2 separate regions of the Mus musculus genome follow, and region 2 is linked to region 1. Evidence: chromatin contacts called from public promoter capture Hi-C data. All regions are on one chromosome and are shown on one strand. Each heading gives the region's core, a stretch centred on a gene start, on an enhancer-like site or on the middle of the called end of the contact. The rest is flanking DNA. Distances are from core to core; before and after follow the strand shown. Region 1 overlaps Gm34097 (a long non-coding RNA gene). Region 2 holds the start of Cfap299 (cilia and flagella associated protein 299).

Region 1 (7,179 bases), core at 626-3,125:
ATCCATTACTCTTCAGAATCTTTATGGCATGGTTAGAGAATAAGTGGAAGAATATGCTGGTGCAGGTGAAGTTGCATGTATATGAGTATTTGCATATCATGTATGTCTTGGGAAGATGGGTAAGGCTTCACAAAGAAGTTGCGTATTAGTTTCCTCACAAAGTGAAGATAGAAAAATATTTTCAGGTTGAGAAGAATAGCTTATGTGAAAGCAATGGAATATGATTTGACAGGGGAGTTCAGGAAGGCAAGGTGGAGATCAATGATACAAGTCTGGGGTGGAGCAGTCAAATCTTGGATGAGGCACTGTCAAGAGATCAGAAAGCAAGTAACAGAATCTTTTCTTCATGACATCAGAGTTAGACCATGGATGAAGTCTGTTTAGGGTGAGGGAGTACACAGTTAGGGAGGGGAAACATACCACTGACTGTATCATTCAGTAGAGAGTTCTTAAGGACAAACATAGATGCTTCTGTCAGGTTATTAACTGCTTATTTTCTCTCTTTGATTTTCACTCATCTTTTAGAACCTTACGTGTATACTACTACACAAATACATTCACACATAAACTCATATATCATAGAATTTAATTTAAATCACTTCATCTCCGTTTTATTTGTTTTATGTGATTCATGTAAACCCGTGTACCACCTGTATATTTGTAGTATCAGTGTTGGATTCCCTTGAAAGTAGAATTATAGACATTCATTAGATGACATTTAGATACTAGGAACTGAATGTAGATTCTTTGCAAAGACCAGATAGTGCCCGTAACCACTGAGCCATCACTCTGGACCTTTAACTTGCTTTTGGAGCAATCTTCGTATTCATAGAGTAGAGACACAGAGAGCAACAGGTTAATTAAGCCCAAACCCTACACAAAGAGAGTTGAGGACTGAGACTCCCACTGACTTCAGGGTCTATGCATTTCTTCTTGGGTTTAAGACTCTGAGATAAGTACTTTGGTTTATTTTGTTGTTGTTTTTGTTTTTCCTGTGCCTAACTGATTATTTTGTCTCATCCAGAAATATTCCATATTACTAATTAAAATATAATTTTATATAGTTCAAGAGTTTGGAGACAATAGAGTTTGTTCTTCTCAATGTTCTTTCACTCTTTTCTACCTCTTCTTCTGCTTTCCTTGTGATAAAGGGAACACTGGAGGAAAGATTGGAACTGAAATTGACCGAAGCAACATGGACAGCTGGAAAGGATTAGAAAGACTCAGACCTGCATCAGTTAGTGCTGGGAGTTACTGTTCAACAGAGGTGGAGCTGAGGATCAAATGACTGTGTACAGTCAAATGGCAAATGGATTAAGGACTTGGCTTTTCCAGCATCTCCAGGGGTCACAGGAGTATACAATGCCACAGCTACGTGTGGAGAGCTGGAGAAAATCAGTATTTTTTGCAAAATGGAGTTGCTCCAGTGTCAAATATAGCTTGAAATTCTCTCACCTAATTTTGTTTCCAAACTCTAATCCTAGTTAGCATAGCGACTCTAAAATACATCTCAAGTACAGACTAGATCCTGTAATGACAGAACAAGATATAGGAAACAGTGCTATGTTAATTTTGGCTGAAATGAAATTCAGAACACTAAGTCATGAGGGGTAAGCCTGGCAACAAAAGGTGATACCTCCATATCAGATGAGGACCATAAGGGAATTCAAAATCCAATGGTGAAAAAAATGGTAATGTTGACCATTAAGGCTTGGCCATACCTATTTCAAAGCCCTGTCCCAATGCTATTACAAAATGCACTAATCATTGAAATAACTTACGTCATTAACAAAAGTGCCTCCCCCCTCTGACTGTTCTATGGATGTGTGCCCTCTCTGTGGAGGGCAGTGCTCAGCTTGCTTTTCAAAAGCCAGGCATAGCTTTGTTTACATGAGTTTCTGTGACCTCTGTGGCCCCCTTCCTTCAGCACAATTCCATTGCTCAACCTTGCATCATCTCACTGGACCACAGCCAGGCAGAGAGGGAACAGCTGGGAAGGCATGATCTGTGAAGATCACCAAGGATCCTACAGAGGCTCTAAGAAGTCCCCTTTTGTGGAGTAAGCTTGCCTACCTGGAGGCCCTTTTGTCAAACTTGATGACCATGTGAGTCGAGAGAAATGAAATGCAACTTCGAGTAGCCTGACCAGATTGCAAAGCAGGAAACATTTGCAAGAGTGCTTCAAGTTCTGTGTACTTTTGAGCATCTGGCAAGGCAATGGCAAGCATGTCCACTAAACCCTGTAAACATTTGTTCTCCATATAATAATAAGGCATAAACTCCAGCAGAAAATAAAGTTCTATTTTAAACATTTACATATGCATATGAGGGTCTGGTGTCACTGCTTGTATTATGACTCATTCTGGTAAAATAACACCTTACAACTACTGAGAGACCCTTACAATGAACTGAAATTAGTTTAGAATATCAACTGATATTATTTCATCGTACTTCATTGGAAAGACACAATTACTGTTATACACCTCAGAGAAATATGAAGCAATTTCCCTTCTATCTTGGTTCTTAGAATACATTTCATCACTGTTCTATGATTTACAAGCTGGACATTATTTTGGAAGCTTCTAATCTCTCTGTGACTGAGTTATTACACTTACAAAACAGAGATAATATCAGGATCTAGCTCACACAATCGTGCGAAATTAAATAGAATAATGTATGTAAAGCATCAAGCAGAATGCTTATAGCATAGAAAATGGTCAATAGTGCTAGCTATAATAATTTTCACTATTATCATTATTAATTTAAGCTTAGGGCTCTTCTATTGGATACACATACACAAATTTTAGAGTGATAAGTGTACGGTTTAAAGTGTTAAGGGTAGGATATAATTTCTGATTAATTTGTATAGTTATCAACAGTGTATACTCTGTACAAGATGATTTGCATGCTCCAAGTTTCCGTGGTAAAGAAGTAACACATATGTGGAGTTTTTCTGAAAAAATTATCTCAAGCCTTAAAAATTTCCAGGCATATTAATACTGTCTTGTGACAAGTCTGAAGACATCAGTGATTAAAATTTGTTGATAGTCATATTTACCTCATACAGTTTGTCTAATTTCTAAATCCTCTATGCCAGAACTTTGAGGTTTTATAACTTGTTTATCAGAAACAGAGCTATGTCACACACAGGAATTTGTAAACAACATCTGTGAACCCCAAACACATATTGTTGTTATAGGGCGCCCTACAAAAAGAACTGGGTGGATTCGCAAACTTTGTTGAGAAATGTTCAGAGATTAGGAGAAAGTGTGTTTGAAATGAGAAAAAAAAAAAAACAAACAAAAAAACATGTGTCATTGCCTCTGTGTTAAAAGTACAGATGCCCCTCATCAAAAGGCCAGCCAGCCATTGTGTTTGGATCTTTATGTGTGTGCCCCAATGACATAAAAGGGAGTGGCAGGTTGATAACTTTCCAGACTTTCATACATCATGGTCTGGATTCTTCAGACCTACTTGTTAGGATAGTTTCCAGGAAACAGAACTTGTTCACTACCCCCTTTAAACTTTCTAAAGTGGTTTTAGTTTTTCACATTCTTTTAGAATTAATCTTTAAACTTAACAAACAAGATGATGGGTTTCTTTATGAAATTTTATGCATACATCTCAGGTCTCAGGTAACATCTGAAGAGCCTTTTACTGCTCATATTGAACTCACTCTTCTTCCATCCCTCCTTTCCTCTCATCAGTGTCCCCCCTCTTTCATGTTGCACCTCCTCTGTCAGAACCTGTGATGAGGCCACTTTTCATAGCGTCCTTTCTTAAGATGGGTCACCATGAGTGGTGGGCTGTTCCAAGACCTCCATATTCTTTTTATTATGGTCACAGAACTAGGGATGGACTATTGATTTCAAAGACAGACCATATTCTAGAGAACTGTGTTCCAATTTTCCAAGCCATTTAACAGGTAATTTCACTGGTTCATAAAGACAATGGCTTCTAGATGATGAGGTGTGTATTACGTGCAAATGACTCTGTGGGTATGCGTGTAGTCTGATACTGCCTTCATTCTTGAATTGCTCTGTGAGAGTGAGATAGTGCTTAATATATTACTCTATCATAGGTTCAAGAATTTGGTACCTAAGGTTAATCCTAGAAAAGCTTCTAGGTATGAAAGGAAGTTTTGGATTTAGTTCTTATAAGGTCTGTAACATGAAAAACTAGTCCAACATACCAAAGCTGAAATCAGATGTAGCATTAGCATTGCCACTAATCAGATCAGACTAGCATTGCCACTAATGATAGGCTTGTTCTATGGTGGTGGTGGATGGGTTGTTGTTGGCCAGATAAATTTCGTGCTATTTGGTCGATTCATAATCTTTACCCATGATAAATTGTGCTTTATTCATAATTCATTCTGTCAGCATCATCTTGGCTGAAGAACTAAGATGACTGGTCTCCACAAGGATGGGTCCTCATGCTCATTTTGTTGCTGAACACCTCCTGTGCATCTTTTTCAATAGACACTAATGTTGGGCACATGTGAATGTTGGCACCCTATGCATAGTTCCTTTGTCACACACACATACTATATTTCGGATCTTTAATTCTTTGTTGCTCTTTTAGGAACAGGAGCCGGTGTCTGAATGGGTAACAGAAAGCTGGACCTTCACACCCCTGCATGTGTCAACACTGGGTGAGTTGGTTGATATCTTGTCCATCTGTGCTTCAGAAAACAGCAGCCCATCCTTCCATCTGAAAGAAAAGACATGTCAATGGCTCTTGCATGAACTAGCAGTCAAGCCTCACCCTAATTCTTAATTCAATAGCACAGATCACATAACACCCTGGTCTCTATCTATAGTTCTGGGTTAATTTGTTAGGGAGCAACAAGTGGAACCAGTTTCCATATACCAAGAGCTCTCTTTATGCACTGTCAACTCCCTTGCTCAACAACAACATGGAGTGTTACTCTCATTTCAGAGATGAAGAAGTAGTCTGGGAAGTCACCACTCTCCCAACGCCACAGGCAAGAAGAGAAAGGTTGTGATATAAAGCTGGGGCTGCTTAGCAACCTGGAGCCTGGGAGTGAACTGTGAACTATAAGGTAACTGAAAAATTTTCAAGCCATGCTTCTCTTCAAGAACAAAGCACACTGGTGATTTGGGTGATATTAGCTGTTTGGTATTAGCTGACTTAGAGAGACTCACATTTGAGCAAAAGAGCTAAAGCACTTTCTAGAGTTCAGCTTGTGCCTGCTGGAAATGAAAAAAAAAAAAATTGGCAGACAGGCCCCTAGTGAGAAACAAATTTAACTATTACCATATGAATGTTGTTGCCTGAACAGTGTTGATGCCAAATTGCTGAGCAAAAAAGGTATTGGAAATAATCTGTAACAACTTTTATAAAGATGTTTTGGCACAAAAACAAGGAACAATTTCATTTTGAAAGACTGAAAGACTGAGTGAGAATATAATTTGTATCTGTGAAAGTAAGCAGTCGTAGCACTTTGTTTTAGATGACCTTCGGTGGAATTCTAGTTCTTTAATATGTAATTACCCATTTAAACTCACATTAACAAAAATCAAATCATTTTATTTGTTTTTCATATGCATTGTAGATGCACTGTAAAACAGAAATATCTGATTGAAATTATTGCATCATATGCCAAGGCTGATCAGGGACTTAAGATTATGTCTATCTACACATGACTAAAATGCTGTTGGTACTAATTTTATGTAGAGTTTTGCTGACTAAAAACATTCTCTCTTTATCTGTTCCTTTATAAGTTTTTACCTATGAACTCTAAATACTGGCAAAGACACATTCGCTCCTGGTCACATCTTTACTTCTGATTTTTCTTGCTTTATCGCTCTATAATATTTTACACTTATGAAACAATTTCAATGCTTAGTATACTTAACTTTAATGTCTCTGAAGTGTGGTTTTCAAATAACAGTGTATGTGTACATCTTCCAGGCTACACACATCAGACTTCTGCTCTAGGGGATGGAGTAGAATCTAACTTTCTTGTGGAGAAGACTGTTTTCTGTAAACCATCTGAGTATTATATTTGGAAAAAGACTCATATATATTATCTAAACAATTTAATTAGATGACTTAAGATTGTAAAATATGAGCTAGCATAAATTGATAAATGTGTATCTCTCATCTATATATATATTTCTTAAATATTAAAAATGCTATACTTTAAAAGTACAGTTCAAAATAAAACTCTGAAATTACATAGAAATATATGGCTTATAGCATATAAAATAATACTCAAGAAAATTAACTAAAGTTTGGCAAGGTCAGTGAGCTTCACAGCATCTGAACTATGACTTATCCCCCTTCATTCTCCCCTTTCAGTATTACAGACTCTACTCTAGATTTTGCATCCAAGAACGCAGGCTCTCACTTCTCACAGCAACAGTTCAGACTGTCATTTCGACAACACAGGGTCCTTCTCACAGTGACAGCCCACAGTGTCTTCTCCTAAATCAGGCAATCTTCTCAAGTTGCCTCCACTTCCTGTGTAGGGTCTGAGTTCTGAGTATCACTGAGAAAAGAGATTACTCTGTTTACAAAGCTTTCTTCACATGACAAAGGTTGTGCTCTCTTAGGTAAACCATTGTTGAAAATAGTGGGCCTATTCTTGGTTTAGAGATTCCAGAATGAGAGGTAGACTAAAAAGATAGGTCCCCATATGTTAGATTCACTCAGGGAGAGAGAGAGAGAGAGAGAGACAGAGAGAGAGAGAGAGAGACAGAGAGAGAGACAGAGAGAGAGACAGAGAGAGAGAGAGACAGAGAGAGAGAGAGAGACACAGAGAGAGAGAGACAGAGAGAGACAGAGACAGAGAGAGACAGAGAGAGACAGAGAGACAGAGACAGAGAGAGAGAAACAGAGAGAGACAGAGAGAGACAGAGACAGAGACAGAGAGACACAGAGAAAGACAGAGAGAGACAGAGAGACAGAGACCAAGGGATAGAGACCAAAGGAGAGAGACAGAATGACAGAGTGACAGAGAGAGAAAGCTGTAGCTATCATATCACAGTCCCACTTTTCCGTGAGGGACAGAAAAAGCCTATCCTACAAAGGAATTGACTTCACTGAGAGTAAACTGTGGAAAAATTCAAGTCTAACAGTGCATGATAACAAGCAATCATTGGGAGCATTGTGAAAGTAGTAGATTTACTGGGGATATAGCTAAATTGTTGG
Region 2 (7,860 bases), core at 4,502-7,001, 490 kb before region 1:
CGGAGCTCTTGACTCTAGCTGCATATGTATCAAAAGATGGCCTAGTCGGCCATCACTGGAAAGAGAGGCCCATTGGACACGCAAACTTTATATGCCCCAGTACAGGGGAACGCCAGGGCCAAAATGGGGGAGTGGGTGGGTAGGGGAGTGGGGGTGGGTGGGTATGGGGGACTTTTGGTATAGCATTGGAAATGTAAATGAGCTAAATACCTAATAAAAAATGGAAAAAAAAAAGAGACATCTTGAGAGCCAGGCGTGGTGGCGCACGCCTTTAATCCCAGCACTCGGGAGGCAGAGGCAGGCGGATTTCTGAGTTCGAGGCCAGCCTGGTCTACAGAGTGAGTTCCAGGACAGCCAGGGCTACACAGAGAAACCCTGTCTCAAAAAACCAAAAACAAAAAAACAAAAAAAAGAGAGACAACTTGATCCACTGAATAGAATTAAAGACAGAGACAAAGTTTCACACATCTACAGACCTGAGTTTTAACCAAAAGAAAGAAAGAAAAAGAAAAAAAGCGTAAAATACACAATGGGAAAAGTGAACATCTTCAGACTGCAGCTGCATGCAGAAGAATGAAAACAGATCCTTACATACCATCCTGCACAAAACTCGACACGGATCCAAGACCTCAGCCAGATACACTGAATCTCATACAAGAGGACTAGGGAATAGGGCTGAATTCGCTGGCCCAGGAAAAGGCTCTCCCAACAGAACACTGTTAGCAAGTACGAAGAACAGCAACTAATAAATAGAACCCCATGAAGACAAAAATGAATGTACAGCAAAAGATACCATCATTTTAGCAAAGAGGCAGCCCAGAGAATGGGGGGGGGGGGGACAGTCTTTACCAATTACACATCTGATAGTGTTAATATCTAGAATATATAAACAACTCAAAAAACTGAACATCAAGAAAGCAGAAAGACCAATTTTAAAAAGCTTAACAGAATGAAACAAAGTTCTCAAAAGATGAGACACAAATGGCTGAGAAACACTTTTTAAGATCAGCATTCTTAGCCATCAAGAAAAGGGAAGTCAAGACTACTTTAAAACTTCATCTTACCCCAGTCAGAATGGCCATGATCAATAAAGGAAGTAACATCTTATGCTGGCACAGATGTGGGAAAGGGGACGCTTGTTTATTTTAGGTGGGGATGATAACTGGTACAGCTGTATAAATTAGTGTGAGGTTCTGCAGAACATTTAAAATAGATCTACCGTAAGACCCAGCTACACCATCCCGGGCCATAAACCCAGAAGACTCCATGTCTTATTACAGAGATACCTGCTCATCCCTCCACTCATAATAGCCAGAAATCGGAAACAGCCTAGATGCTCATTTGTGGCACATTTACACAATGTAGTAATTATGATTCAGCTATTAAGAAAAGAGAAATTATGAGTTTTCAGATGAACTGAGTGGAGCTAAAAACAATCAATCTAAGTGTGTAATCTAAACTCATATATATATATATATATATATATATATATATATATATATATATACACACATACACATACATATATGTGTAATGCATTTTTCTTTTATAGTAGATATTGGCTTTTAATCTTTACATATGTTTGTTTCAGTCTAAATAATCACAGAGGTTAGGTTGCCCCTGTAAGGGACTGGGAGTGGCGAGAAGGGGATTTTCCAAGAAAGAAGAAATGGACTGGTGTGTTTTAACATCTTGGGAATTGGTTCTTTTTTATATATTTTTTTAATTAGGTATTTTCCTCATTTACATTTCCAATGCTATTCCAAAAGTCCCCCATACCCTCCTCCCTACTCCCCTACACCCCCACTCCCACTTCTTGGCCCTGGTGTTCCCCTGTACTGGGGCATATAAAGTTTGCAAATCCAATGGGCCTCTCTTTCCAGTGATGGCCTACTAGGCCATCTTTTGATACATATGCAGCTAGAGTCAAGAGCTCCGGGGTACTGGTTAGTTCATAATGTTGTCCCAACTATAGGATTGCAGATCCCTTCAGCTCCTTGGGTTCTTCCTCTAGCTCCTCCATAGGGGGCCCTGTGATCCATCCAATAGCTGACTGTGAGCATCCACTTCTGTGTTTGCTAGGCCCCGGCATAATCTCACAAGAGACAGCTATATCAGGGTCCTTTCAGCAAAATCTTGCTAGTGTGTGCAATGGTGTCAGCGTTTGGAAGCTGATCATGGGATGGATCTCGGGATATGGCAGTCTCTAGATGGTCCATCCTTTCGTCACAGCTCCAAACTTTGTCTCTGTAACTCCTTCCATGGGTGTTTTGTTCCCAATTCTAAGAAGGGGCAAAGTGTCCACACTTTGGTCTTCCTTCTTCTTGAGTTTCATGCGTTTAGCAAATTGCATATTATATCTTGGGTATCCCAAGTTTCTGGGCTAATATCCACTTATCAGTGAGTACGTATTGTGTGAGTTCCTTTGTGATTGGGTTACCTCACTCAGGATGATGCCCTCCAGGTCCATCCATTTGGCTAGGAATTTCATAAATTCATTCTTTTTAATAGCTGAGTAGTACTCCATTGTGTAAATGTACCACATTTTCTGTATCCATTCCTCTGTTGAGGGGCATCTGGGTTCTTTCCAGCTTCTGGCTATTATAAATAAGGCTGCTATGAACATAGTGGAGCATGTGTCCTTCTTACCGGTTGGAACATCTTCTGGATATATGCCCAGAAGAGGTATTGTGGGATACTCCCGTAGTACTATGTCCAATTTTCTGAGGAACTGCCAGACTGATTTCCAGAGTGGTTGTACAAGCTTGCAATCCCACCAACAATTGAAGAGTGTTCCTCTTTCTCCACATCCTCGCCATCATCTGCTGTCACCTGAATTTTTGATCTTAGCCATTCTGACTGGTGTGAGGTGGAATCTCAGGGTTGTTTTGATTTGCATTTCCCTGATGATTAAGGATGTTGAACATCAAATCTAAGTGGATTAAGGAACTCCACATAAAACCAGAGACACTGAATGAAACTTATAGAGGAGAAAGTAGGGAAAAGCCTCAAAGATATGGGTACAGGGGAAAAATTCCTGAATAGAACAGCAATGGCTTGTGCTGTAAGATGGTGAATCGATAAATGGGACCTCATAAAGTTGCAAAGCTTCTGCAAGGCAAAAGACACTGTCAATAAGACGAAAAGACCACCAACAGATTGGGAAAGGATCTTTACCTATCCTAAATCAGATAGGGGACTAATATCCAATATATATAAAGAACTCAAAAAGGTGGACTCCAGAAAATCAAATAACCCCATTAAAAAATGGGGCTCAGAGCTGAACAAAGAATTCTCACCTGAGGAATACCGAATGGCAGAGAAGCACCTGAAAAAATGTTGGGAATTGGTTCTAAGGCTTTGTCTTAATTCAGCTCCCAAAGTCGCACTTCCAGACCTGAGGGTCCCCGCCCCCAGCTAGCTTCCTTTGGTAACCAAGAATTGCCTTACAAGCCGGGGCGTGGTGGTGCACACCTTTAATCCCAGCACTAGGGAGGCAGAGGCAGGCGTATTTCTGAGTTCAAGGCCAGCCTGGTCTACAAAGTGAGTTCCAGGACAGCCAAAGCTATACAGAGAAACCCTGTCTCAAAAAAAACAAACCAAAACAAACAAACAAACAGAATTGCCTTACAGCTGGGCAGAAAGTCAGGGAAGGACTTTTAGATTGTGCAGGCAAGGGGCAGAGGGAGAGAGGAGGAAGAGGAAGGAATCCGAGATGGGGGAACAAGGAGAACAGACCTAAAGGCCTAGGGCCCTAAAGGCCCGAGGTACCATTTCCTGATTGGGTTTGTGGTCGAAGAGATGAAATATGGATTTAGCAAATATTAATTCAAGAATACGGGAGGGGAATGTATACTAGCCATGGTGACTTTTAGAAGTGCCAAACCATTGAGCTAGTCAAAGCATATCAAAATTAGCTGGCGTGTCGTTGCGTGTGTGTGTGTGTGTGTGTGTGTGTGTGTGTGTGTGTGTGTGTGTACTGGGGATTAAACCTAGGGCCTCAAGCAAACCAGCAAGCACTCTACTACCGAGCTATATCCTTAGCCCAAAATGTTCTCAGTATTGGAAAAAAAAATATTTTGAGTAAAACTTCATGTCGTTTATATCTGTAATTAATTTATCCATGACTGGAATCCATTATCTAGGGAAATCTTTAAATCATTTTAATATTTCTTTCACCCCTTACCTGAGAAAAGAAATTCAACTGGAATTTTTATTTTTCCGGTAGTCCGCAGGCAGCCACTAAAGAGAAGGACTGTGTTTAGTCAGAGGGGCAGATGACTGGAAAAGGATCTAAAACCCATAGCTTAGCAATTTTGCTGAAGCTTGTCAATCATTTCTCCACTCACTGAACTGGTTGGTTTTATTAGATGATGCTAACTTATAGAATAAAAGTTGTTAATTAGTTCAGCAAAGCTAATGTTACTCGCTGCCGTGGCAATGCAGTTGTTTTAGTGTTCTGTCGTTATTTAGTGAACACGGGAAACAGAGGATGGAGACGCACTACTTCCGTCCCGCCAACCACGCTCCTCAACCTCCGGAGCATCACTACTTCCGCATCACTACTTCCGCATCACTACTTCCGCATCACTACTTCCGGTCTACCAACCAAGTGCCAACCGCGCTCCTCATCCTCTGGCCGGTCAGATAATTAAGATGGACTCACCCTTTCTCTTCCTACCTCCCCTTCTTTCTACATAAGCTTCTTGCAACATCTATTGTAATTATCAATTCAGTGGCTTCATTTCAGATGCAAGGATTTAAAGCAACTTCTGTGGGTTTAAAATATTGGCTAAAAGCAGGAGAGACGGCTTAAGGAAAAGGTGCTTGCTGCCAAACTTGAGTTCATTCCCTGGACACCACAGAATACAAGTTCAGAACCGATTCCAAGTTGCCCACTGACTTTTTATGCATGTGTGCGTACACACAAATGGAACTTTAAGTTACCCATCTAATAAACGTAAAAGCTTGGTTGTTTGGTGATATCGCTGCTGTTGCTGTTAAAAATCATGTTTTGTAACTATTTTAACAGATAATTTCAAAAGGGACAAATTTTCTTCATTTAAGATTATTTTCATACAGTGGCACCTATTTAAAAAGGAGGGGTGTCTATATGATAAACTGCCTTGTGCACAGGAGAAATGAGGGGAGTTGGCCAAATTCAAGTCCTTCCCAGAGTTCTGTAGGGTTGATTCTCCCCCCCCCCCCCCGCCCCCAATGGTGCTTGCTCTGTTTGTCCTTAATATGGAGATGGACTCCTTTGAAAACCTGAGCCCAGGCTGTGAGACTTGCAGTTGGGAGTTAGGAGCTCGGAGCTTGAAGATCCCTCCAACTAAGTCTTCTCGAGCATCCGGGACCTCCCGCTGCCCTGCCCTCAGGTGCACACAGCAACGCGTCCTCCTGGTTTTATGCCTTGTTACTACTTTACAGCGACCAAGTCGGCCTCTGTGCAGCGCACCAGCGTTTGGAGGGCTGGGGACTCCTGCAGCCTGCAGAGAAGTCTCTCGAAGCCAGAGGCCTGCGGTGAGCGCCGTCACCGCCAGGGGGCGACCAAGCCCCGCCGCGGCCAGCAAGACGGACCCGCGCTTACCTCCAGGTAGTACAGGTCGACCGTAGTGATCTGAGAGTCCAGGAAGTCTTCATAGGTGTTGAACTGTGTGACAATGTTGTCCACGGCCGTCAGCCCCTCGTCCTGATCCATCGCGGCTACACCGACGCGTCCCTAGTAACCGGTGTGGGCGGGCCGGACGCGCGCCGGTTGCGGGGGCGGGGCAGAGGGCGCTGCGCTGGCCCTGCCCCAGCCGGATCCCTGGGCGGCTTCTAACCCCTGGGAGCGGTCAGCCCTGCAGGGCAAACCCAACTTTTTTGGTGTAAAAGCCTTAGCAAAGTCCGAAGGTGCCTGCTCAGTGTTTGCAGTAAGAACCTCGACAGAAGAGTATCCCGGAAATCTAGGGGAAATAGTCTTGCTGGGTGCTTCAAAATAGCACGTGATCAGTTGTATAAATTACAACTTAAAGGCAAGTTATGGTTGGTTACTTGTGTGCCAGGAACAATGTATAAACTTCCCAAACGAAGCAGCCTTAGTGATCTCCTTTGCTCCTGCCTTCTGCCTTTCAGTTCCTTTACTTTTTGTTATTTAAATTTCAATAAGTTGAAAATTACTTGAAAAATCTTGCCTCCTTGAACGTCCTTTAAAAAATTGGGTTGGGGGGGAGGGATCCTAATCATGGAATGATATATCCCATTGAGAAGCTGATATTGACTTGTGTTTCTATTTACTCATTTCTTTAAAATACTATAGTATAAAATTGAATCTGAAACATTTCTCATTAGAGCAGACTTGTACAACTGTTTCCACACCAGAAGCACAGATGCTTGCTGTTATGCCAAGGGACTTTACAATCATCTCAGCATTTGTAGAAATCAAATCAGATTCTGCAATGAATCTTTTCCATTTTTTGGGGGGGAGGGGGGCAAAGTAAAGCCAGGTCTATTTAAGACCCCAAGTTGCACAATAAGTTATAGCTTTATTTTAAAAACAGGCTACCAACAATTTATATTGTATAATTATCTAGAAAGCTATAGAAACTAAACTCCAAGCATAGAGGGGAAAAAATTTCATGTGGCCTAAAACATTATCACAAGTAGAGAGGAGAGGTCTCTGTACTGTCTGGTCCAAAAGAAACTTGAGGACAAGTGCCTTTTGTGTCTTTTAGCATTCTGAAGGGCAAGCTGGCCTCTAGGCATCTCATGTACCTGGTTTCAAGTCCAAGCTGACATTCAGGCTCCTCCTAGCTCCTCTCATATCAGCTTCTCAGTCCTACAGAACCCTGACCTTTCAGCCATGTGCTCTCTTACCACCCACCCCCTCTCTGTCCCAGAGGCATTATTCTGGGTGTGTTGAACACAACAGAAAGCTTAAAAAAAAAAAAAAAAGTTTCTGCCGCTGGGGTCCACAGGATATGAAACTTGCTTCCGTGTGGTGATTGATTTGAATTTACCACATACCAGCCCTGTTCTAAGTACCATACAATCTCCATTATTTCGTTTAATCACAACAACAAACTCACTAGAAAACCAGCATTGGTGTTATCCTCCATATGGAGACAGGATGAGTTTAAATGACTTGGCCAAAGTGTCGGGTGCAAAAAAGCAAACCCAAAAAATAACAATAGTCCTTTTCTCTCACAGGGGCATGTGGATGTAAAGATAGGTTATAAAGAGCTGTGTAAAACCAAATACAGAAGTTTGTTTATTAGAAAGAAAAATAAACGTGTGGTAAGGAACACGGATTGATACAAAGCCTAGAAACAGTAGGCGCATCTTCCAAACTGTGGAGGCAAGAAACGCAAGTTCTGTGTGGGATGGAGGGAGAGGTGGACAGTAGGGAGGGGCACAGGAAAGAGGATTGGAAGGAGGAAGCTGACTGAAGTTGAAAGGTGTAGTAAAAGAGATTTCAAACGAGACCAGCCGTGGACCCAAACAGGAGAAGCTGTGGTGGCCATGGCTTCAGAATGGAACTCACACTACTGCACGCTGCTCGTCTAGGGGGTGCTGGGCTGTGCTTACATGTGTTACCGCTGTTTCTGCCATCCTCCCACACCAAGGTTTTATCGTCCTCTTGAAATCATAAAACAGCTAAGGAATGTTGGAATTCCTGACCCTGTGGCACTCTGATATCAAGGACGATTTCTACCTTCATTGTTCTAGCATGATCCATTGCAGTTGTACGTTTTTTAGGGATGCTTCATTAAACTGACCACGCAGACAGAAACCGCACGGTCAGAAGCTCTTTGGTGAAATGATCTTGAAAGCATAGAAATTTAAACAACTTAAAGGTATTTCCAATCAAGGACTCTA

Evidence for each region. Promoter capture Hi-C pulls out the DNA fragments that hold promoters and counts their contacts.
Region 2: a contact with region 1 is called in a promoter capture Hi-C map of liver, with 2.2 times the contacts expected there. The contact joins the promoter of Cfap299 here to the enhancer-like site in region 1. A contact is called at or near these places in 6 of 39 promoter capture datasets (the 3T3-L1 cell line, hippocampal neurons, liver and 2 more), 1 of 484 Hi-C or Micro-C datasets (the C10 cell line), 1 of 115 datasets of contacts at active chromatin or transcription factors (bone marrow-derived macrophages) and 2 of 9 other capture datasets (adipose tissue and liver).

Annotation. Positions count from the first base shown.
Region 1 is chr5:97,829,702-97,836,880 of GRCm38.p6, reverse strand. Gm34097 (a long non-coding RNA gene) reads left to right here. Exons shown (of 6, transcript XR_389369.1): 2 at 4,585-4,654; 3 at 4,942-5,065. Among named protein-coding and RNA genes, the nearest start is that of Gm34097, 14 kb to the left of the region's middle. Within about 2 kb of position 1,875, at least 16 of the 459 cell types and tissues checked have an H3K27ac peak or open chromatin away from gene starts, as enhancers often do. A contact at or near this core is called in liver, where this site is marked.
Region 2 is chr5:98,327,195-98,335,054 of GRCm38.p6, reverse strand. It overlaps Cfap299 (cilia and flagella associated protein 299), which reads right to left and starts at 5,751. Exons shown (of 6, transcript NM_001024614.1): 1 at 5,591-5,751. The coding sequence starts at 5,701.